2 separate regions of the Zea mays genome follow, and region 2 is linked to region 1. Evidence: chromatin contacts called from public Hi-C data. All regions are on one chromosome and are shown on one strand. The core of a region is the stretch at or near the end of the contact, and the rest is flanking DNA. Distances in the headings are between cores, read along the strand shown.

Region 1 (4,155 bases), core at 580-3,079:
ATAGCAGAACCCTAAACTCAAAGCTTGAATTTTTTTAGATTTTCAGGTGGGTATTCATGTGACACTCCATCTGAGCAGATGGATCATTTTCAAACTCTCCAAACACTTGCTAGGAGCCCATATCAGTGTGGCAGCACCCTGTTCTGTTGCATCAACCTTCCATTTCTTGTATGATTCAGCTCAAGACCCACTTGTTGTAGCAATACTGGCTCTAATCAGAGTAAAATGAAACTAAAACCAAACTAATTGACCAAGATATAACCAGATTCACTAAGCACATATCATCTAATAATCAACATCAAACTGGAAATGAGTAGGACAGACCCCTATTACCAGTAAATCAACAGCTTGAAGCTGCAGAACATTTTCGATTCCAGCTTCTCTACCCGTACACACTACTGTTAAAGTAATGTTAAACCCTGGGAGGCTGGGATCCCATGTAGTTGCTGAAGCATTAGAAGTCAGAACAAAATAAAGCACTGGAAACTAACCCACCATCTAATAATTAACAATTGAGCATCCAATTAGAAATCAGGGGCTAAAGATTCTAGCAACAATGACTGGCTGATTGCCAAAGCTCTGAGCTGCACGGGATTCCCCATTCCACCTTCACTGCAAACACACTGTCATTCAAGTAACATCAACCACTAATCTAAAGTAATAGATGAAGCATTTCAAGCCCAAACGGAAGAAAACACTAGAACCTGTAACCTGTCATAAAGAAAACATACTGCTACTCAAGTAACATCAACCACTAATCTAAAGTAATAGATGAAGCATTTCAAGCCCAAACATAAGAAAACACTGGAACCTGTAATGTAACATATATCATAAAGAAAACAACATCCAACTCAAAATGGCTAAGCTAAAGCTCCTATTAGCAGTGATTGCCATAGCTCCAAGCTGCACGAGATTCCCCATTCCAGCCTCACTACAAGCACACAACTACCGAAGCAGAATCAACTGCCTAAATCTGAAGTAATAAGCTTGGGTACGAATAGTAAACTGAAGCATTTCAGTCTAAACAAAAGCACTAAAATTCCAAGCCAATCAACAAAATGGCTAAGATCGAATTTTGGAAACCGATGGGCTAAACCCTACCACCCCTAAGCAAGACCCCAACTCAAAAATAGCAAAACACTCGGCACTCCGTGCAATCAGCAAACACAGCACAGCGAGCAAACAAAGCAAGTGAACAACGACACTTGGCGGCCAGATTTACGAATCACCCCCCGGCTCACGTCGACCCCGGACAATCTCTAGATACCCCTAATCCCAAATTCCCAATCGATCGCCCCAGTTACGAATCTTCACCGTACGAACCGGGCACGGGGTCCGTAGCTCACAAACCACACCTACGGACCTACCCAGCCGGAGCAGAGAGCTCCAACACTCGTGGCCGAACTCGGGACGCACATACTCCAAGCTCAAATCGAGCTCCGGAACCTCACGGGGCCACGAATCGCGGCGGTCGGCCGGAGCAGCCTCGCAAACCCTAGAGCCCCAAACTCAGAACTGCCAGACTGGCACCGCGGGAACCCTAGAATTCGGCGGGAATTAGCGTCCGGGGCCCGGAATTCCACTCCCCGGAGGCCGGGAGCCCCCGAATTCGACGCAAGCGAGGCAGCTCGGTCGAGCGAGTAGAGAAGCAGGCAGGCAGCATGTCGTCATCACCCCACCGTACCTTCTTGGTCCACCCGTCGGGTGCAGGCATCTCGACGGACACGACCTACTCCGCCGCAGCCGGTGCCTGCTGCTCGCCGGGCGTCGCCATGGTGGGCGAGGGTTATCCCTAGCTCTTGCTCTGCCCCGTCCCGCTCTCGCCGCTTGGTGCTGGTGGGGAAGGTGGCAAACGACGGGCGCGTGGGAATTTCAATAGGGGGCGTTTGGCACACTCAAAATCACTCTCATATGATTAGGGGCTAGCAGAGTCACTTCCGTGCAGCGAAACACTAAAAAACTGCTCCATAGCAGGAGCGGGATGAATCTAATCTCTATTTATATACTAGACTAGACTAGAGGATGAGAGCTAAAAAACCACTTCTCCCTGCTCTCAAAAATCACTTCACATATAGATTCACTTCACAAAAAGATTCACTTTACGAACTATTTGTCAAACGGTTTTCGTCAAAGAGATTCACTTGTGCTAGAGAATCATTTAGAATCACTCTATTAGAGAATCAACTCTCAGAGTTAGAGAATTATGGAGCGGAGCTCTGCCAAACGAGCCCTTAAACGGTAAAAAAAGTGAACTGCTACATGGTGAGAGCGCAGTGAATCTAGTCTCCATTTGTACTAGAGAGTGAGAGCCAAAAAAATCTGCTTCCCACCACTTCCAACCTGCTCTATATTCTCCAACCACTCGAGAACCACTTCCCACTATTTACCAAACAGTTTTCGCCAGATAGATTCACTTCTACTATCGCGCTCTTAATCTCTATTGAGAGCAATCAAGCCCCCCTAAGGCTCCGGTTCTTTAAAAATAGCTTTGACTATGACTTTTTTTTTGGCTCCTTAGCTTTTCTTAAGGAGATAGAGTCGTTTTATAATTCGTTTGGCAAAACAATTTTCTAAGTGTTTGTTTCAAATGGTGTATAAGTGTAGGAGGAGCCCATAAAAACTAAGTTTTTATGTTTATATTGATGATGATGAATCCACTAAAGAAGCAAAACAAATTCTATTTTGATATATAGAAAGTATTATAAACTATACATATGATGGTTGCTTCGGCAGAGAGAAGCTTTTTAAAATTGAAATATTTTTGTAAACTATTTTTGGTCAACAATAGCTCAAGAGATGTTAAATGGTTTGACGATTCTATATATCGAAAAAAGTTGTTGGATGAGATTGATCTCAATGATATAAGCGATGACTTTGTATCACAAAATGTTAGAAGATATTTTTAATAATATCAGATAACAAGTAAGTGTTTTTGGCTATATTTTACATTTGTTATCTTATAAAGTTCAAAATAGCGTATAATAATTTTTATACGTTAAATATTTGATAATATATGTATAATTATGTACTAGGCTGAAAAGTCAGGAACGGCCCTGTCTCTCCGGTGCTCTGCCCGCGTATCTTGAGGTTGTCACCCGCCATCACGCAGGCCGCCCGCGCGAACACGTCTGCCAAACCCTGCCACGACGAGCCTTCGCTGCCAGCCACTAGCGAGTCACCCAGTGCCCTGACAAGTGACAAGACAGGCTACCACCCGCAGGTCTTCAACGACGTCTAGCACTTCCAGTTCCTGCGGCGACTCAACACAGCAGCCACCTCCTTCGGTGGGATTCGCTTCTAGGACTTGTTTAGGAGTCCAAATACCGGAGGGAATTGGAGGGGCTAAAATCCCTTCCTTATTCAAAATTGTATATGGAGGGGAATTTAGACCCTCCAATCCTCTCCAGTTTTTTGTCTCCCAAACTAGCCCCTATATTTCTTTCTCCCTCCCCCTCAACACCACACCTTTGCTTCATACATGATACATATGCCTCTTGTTTCATGCCCATCTCTTCATGCTGTGAAAAAAAAACAAACACTCAAACCCTAACTTAGGCAACAACTAATATACAATCAGATCTTATGTGCAAACGTGCAAGCGATGTACCTTGTCCGTTAGATTATGATCCAACCATATATCACATTTAACACTTAAATCCTTCCACCATCAGCTCGTGTAGATTTATAGAAAACTCCCTAACAAACCACGATATGTCCACAATTGGATCTTAATCTAACAGACTAGGAACCTCGCTTGCATGCTTACCCATAAGGTTTAGTTGCATATTAGTTGTTTCCCCTAACTTAAAGCTATCTTTCTCTGTTCGAATCTCATCTAATTACAAGTGTATACATATATTACGCCTACTGGCTTAATTTTTTTGGGCAAAAGTTACCAAGGTTACAAACTGAGGCTATTAACTATCAATGCTAGATGTCCTTTACTGGTTCCCAAATCGAGGTTTCAAAGTTTGCTTTTGGTCTTGGTGGCTAAGGCCCCCTTTGGTAGAGCTCCTTTAAGGGCTCCTCCAACGGCTCCTTGAAGAAATCTACTAAAGGGAGAGCTCTTTGATGGGCTCCTCCTTAAAAGGGGAGGAGCTCCTCCAAAAACCAGAAGGAACCAGAAGTTAGAAAACGTGGCTTCTATTGGCTCCT
Region 2 (4,155 bases), core at 653-3,152, 330 kb after region 1:
CCCTAAAATATATTATATACTGGTGAGTAGTACCTGCTTCCATCACACATTCGTTCGGCTGCTACCCAACGACATGTGCTGAGATGTTGCCTCTGTAAGCTTCTCCTCGCGGCTAAGAGATTGTCTTCCTTCATGAAACTGCAGTGTGCGAACGTTCACTCATCAATGATTTAGCACAAAATAATAATTTTTGTATGCTTTAATTTCAACTTCCAAATATAACGCGACGAATGCTGAAATTATAAAATGCTCAAATCTTGCTCTTGCTATTCTCCTCAATCTTCAATTCCTCTCACCTCAATCCAACGGTGCAAATATGGCGAAGTCCTCCATGATGCCTCTGTGAGGTTCAGGCTCGCCATCTCGGGGAGCAACATCACCTGCTCCTGCTGCGGGAACACCAACACTAAAGAGGGAAGGAGGCAAACCGAATGAGTATCGAGGCCTTGAGCGGGTCCGAGGTAGCGGTGGTATTGGCGGTGGTCTTGGAGGCTGGCTTGGTGGTGCAAGCCAGGAAGAAGACAGTGAGCTTGACGTCGAGCGGCCTGCAAGCTGCGTGCTGCCCTAGCGAACGAATGGAAGGTGCGTCACATCGTCGCGGAGTCGGAAGGTTGCCTTCTTGTAGGGTGTGAAGGGATGAAGTACCTGGTTAGCGAGACGGCGTTTGAGGCGGGCGGGCGAGGGGTGGCCGGGTGGGGGGCTCCTTGTTGCGGAGGCTTCTCCCTAGTTCCGGGTTCGCGGCTAGCGACAGTGCTAGCGCCATTGGAGGTGGTCCTGCAGCCTGGAGGGAGCGCCAGAGGAGTGTGAGAGGAGGGATCAAGGGATCGACAGAGGTGTGAGGAACCGGAGGCTCTTGGGCAAGCTGGATTTTGGGGCAAAAGGAATGGACGGGACGCGACGCATTGTGAAGTTTCTAGGAGCGACTTAGCGAGCGCGTAGAGGACGTGGTTTTGCAGACGAAGGGAGTTCACCGTGGGTCGCTCATCTATGATCCAACGATGAAGATGAAATGAGACGACGTGGATGCCCTGATTGAGCGCGTTTCTGTCCGGCTTTCATAATAAGGAAATATCCAACAAGCCAATGTCACATATTAATTAATACATCAGACATGGGCCATATACCAATTTGCATCTCGCCCTCGCCATTATTCATTTGACATCTGCGCGTATCAAACCCAATCTTCAGTTATATCCTGACTTTAATTAATTAATACTAAGAGCTAGTTTGGAAACTCCATTTTTCTGAGAGATTTACATTTTCCCAAGAAAAATTAGTTTATTTTCTTTGGGAAAAATAGAGTTTGGGCCCGGCCGGCCGGCGCAGCAGTGCTGCTGACTGTAGCAGTGGGAATTTAGTGGCTGTGCATACGTGAAGAATTCATCCGCGACGACTGAACGCGTGCAGATCTTTTTGTGGGTGGACAATTTATGATGCATGCATGAGAGCAGCAGGGGGTACATACACATGCATGGTTTCTATTGGATTACAACATTCGTCTTCGAGCACAGCATATCCTCAGGATTAATTAATTCAAACGTTTTAAGTTCGAATAATGGAGATGTATATATATAGAAAAAAAATAGTAATCGCCACTTTTTTTATTTCCAAGTGCATTGCGTATAGTCAGTCTAATAGTATATACTAATATCTATATATTGCATACTCTGAATATTATTTGTTCCATAGATTCAGTTGGCCTAAAAAATTGATTTTTTCAAAGGAAGAAACGGTAGGGTTATATGTGCATTTATTTCAAGATTATGCTTGTGAGATGGATGGATAGATAGGCATGCATGGTAGGAGGGTATCTCCCACCCACTCATTGTAGCAATCATGGGGCATTTCCCCTCTCTCCAGCACATTGCTGCTTCCACAGTTCCACACACATAAGGCCACCACAGCAAATAAAGGCACTGCTGCACTCTCTCTCTCTCTCTCTCTCTCTCTCTCTCTCTACGCGAAAAGAAAAGAGGAAAGTGGGATAGCTCAATCTCTCCTTCCACCGTCTCTCAGTTCTCACTCTAGCGCTCTCTCTCTCCACATATATATCAGTAGGATGGATGTGCAAACCTAGCTTGTTGCTGCCTTTCTAGCTGAGAACTGAGCTGTAGCTGTTGGTACGGTTTTCCTCCTCGCTCTTCTTCTCCTTCTTCTTGCTGCTGGTTGCCGGGAGCTGAGATCGATCGAGAGCACTGCTGTTGTTCGTGCGGCCGGAGGCGGCGGCGCGCGGCAGGGGGCGGAGACGACGACCGATCGGTCAGAAGGAATGTCGTCGGCCCAAATCGCGCCGGCGGACCATGTGTGCTATGTGCACTGCAACTTCTGCAACACAGTTCTCGCGGTAAGCTAAGATCAGGATCGATGAACTCTCTGCCTGGCTGGCTGGTGGTAGTGGTACTGGTACCTAGCTAGCTGCTACTTTCCCTTTTTCTCTGCCTCCCTAAATCTGCTTTCGAGATTTATGCGCAGTGATGAATTGACTGCCGCGCGCCTCCGTACCCATGCACCCTCATCGCCACGCAGTTATATTGGCCTGTTTTCTTTCCCACGATTTGTTTTCTACCTGCGCTCTTCCAAATTGGTTTAGGCTTGGGGGTCGCCCCGGCCCCTTCTCTCAGTTAACCGAAAATTAAAGAGGCAGTAAATCGGCTTTTTCTTCACGAGATCTGCCTAGCATGTCGTCTGCTTTCTTCGATTCAATTTCTTCAAATCTAGTTCCGAATTTTCTCTTTTGAAGCTCCCATCCTTTTTCTGTTCTTCAAATTTCTTGTTCCTTTGGAAAGGATGTTTTCTGCTGTTTGAGGGCCAGGTACATGGACCGATCAGTTTGCTAGCTAGATATGTAATTCGATTTAAATATGTACTTCTGGAAGTTCTCTAGATTTTGTTTTGGTTGCTCTGTAATGTACTTCTGTGTATGATATTTCTTTGGGTGTACAACAAAATTCCTGCATTATATCCTCCAGTTGCGCTCTCTTGAATCCCTTGATTTTAATTAACTGAAACTAGTGGTGAACAGCGTCCACTATACAGAAACCAAAGGCAACTGTAGCAGTGTATATACATGCATGTGCATGGGTAGTATTATTGAACTTTACTTTAATTTATATACACTATTTTCAAGAAAAGGGGTTATTATATGAGAAAATTCGTAATTCGTGTTCACTGAGAGGTCAAGTTTTTCATATTCAATTCGTATGTTCATATGTATACAAATTGAATTTCCCTTAATTATCAACATGGAATGATACAATCGCCTTAGTGTTATGAAAGCCACTTTTGAAGCTAATTAAGAGCATACCCCTGCAGCTCCTTCTACTTAGTTTTTTATCTTATTGGTAAAACTCTTGTCCCCAGTTCCAAAAGAAGAACTTAATTAACTTAACAGGGGGAAATAATTTGATTCTAATTAACCTAGCGGCCAAATACTCTCCTATCTGCTGAATATAATCGGCTAGCCAAGTTTTCAAAAGCTATGATTTATGTACAGCACTGCCTTCTGTCCTTTACCGTACCCCCCACCGGCCCACCCCCACGCGCGCACACACTGAAAGTAATATCAATCTTCTTTGTTTATTTTACCTTTTCTTCTACCTTGTTATCTTGATGATTCTCCCCTCCACAATCGATTTCTGATGTACAAAAAAGATAGAAAAAGGCATTGACTTATTACTTTATAGCTATATATATCCTAGAAATATTCAATATGTGATGAATTCATGTATAGGAAGTATTCCATTTACAGAACATCATGACATCAAAAGCCTACACCCCTATGCATGCATGCATGATATTTGAGTAAAATAAGCAGATAACCGCATAGTTGGTATTTTAAGCATACAATAAAAAATTGTGCATACAAGACTTTAGTGTACAAGTACAACCGACAACGGAACCCAAATCAATAGAGAACAATAGAGATGAGAATCTTGTTTTTATCATCAACACATGCTTAACTTATTTTCATGTATGTACATATATCAGGTTGATGATATATGTGACTATATATTCATATGTGTGAATCAAAATGGCCTCTTGTATTCTTGCCTGGTTGCTAATAATGCATCACCATTTGCCACGGCCTAGCTCGCTTCGCTTTCCACAAATGCCAAGGTTCAATTAATTTTTTTGCTTAAGGTTGTGCGGGTATCA

Evidence for each region. A called contact is a pair of places that touch in the nucleus more often than the background predicts.
Region 2: a contact with region 1 is called in a Hi-C map of leaf, with 5 times the contacts expected there. The contact joins the promoter of LOC100272921 here to the promoter of mbd106 in region 1. A contact is called at or near these places in 2 of 25 Hi-C or Micro-C datasets (ear and leaf).

What each region holds. Positions count from the first base shown.
Region 1 is chr1:179,374,946-179,379,100 of Zm-B73-REFERENCE-NAM-5.0, forward strand. mbd106 (methyl binding domain 106) reads right to left here and starts at 1,830. Exons shown (of 3, transcript NM_001111705.1): 1 at 1,685-1,830. The coding sequence starts at 1,714.
Region 2 is chr1:179,709,763-179,713,917 of Zm-B73-REFERENCE-NAM-5.0, forward strand. It overlaps LOC100272921, which reads left to right and starts at 1,903. Exons shown (of 6, transcript NM_001147373.1): 1 at 1,903-2,344. The coding sequence starts at 2,270.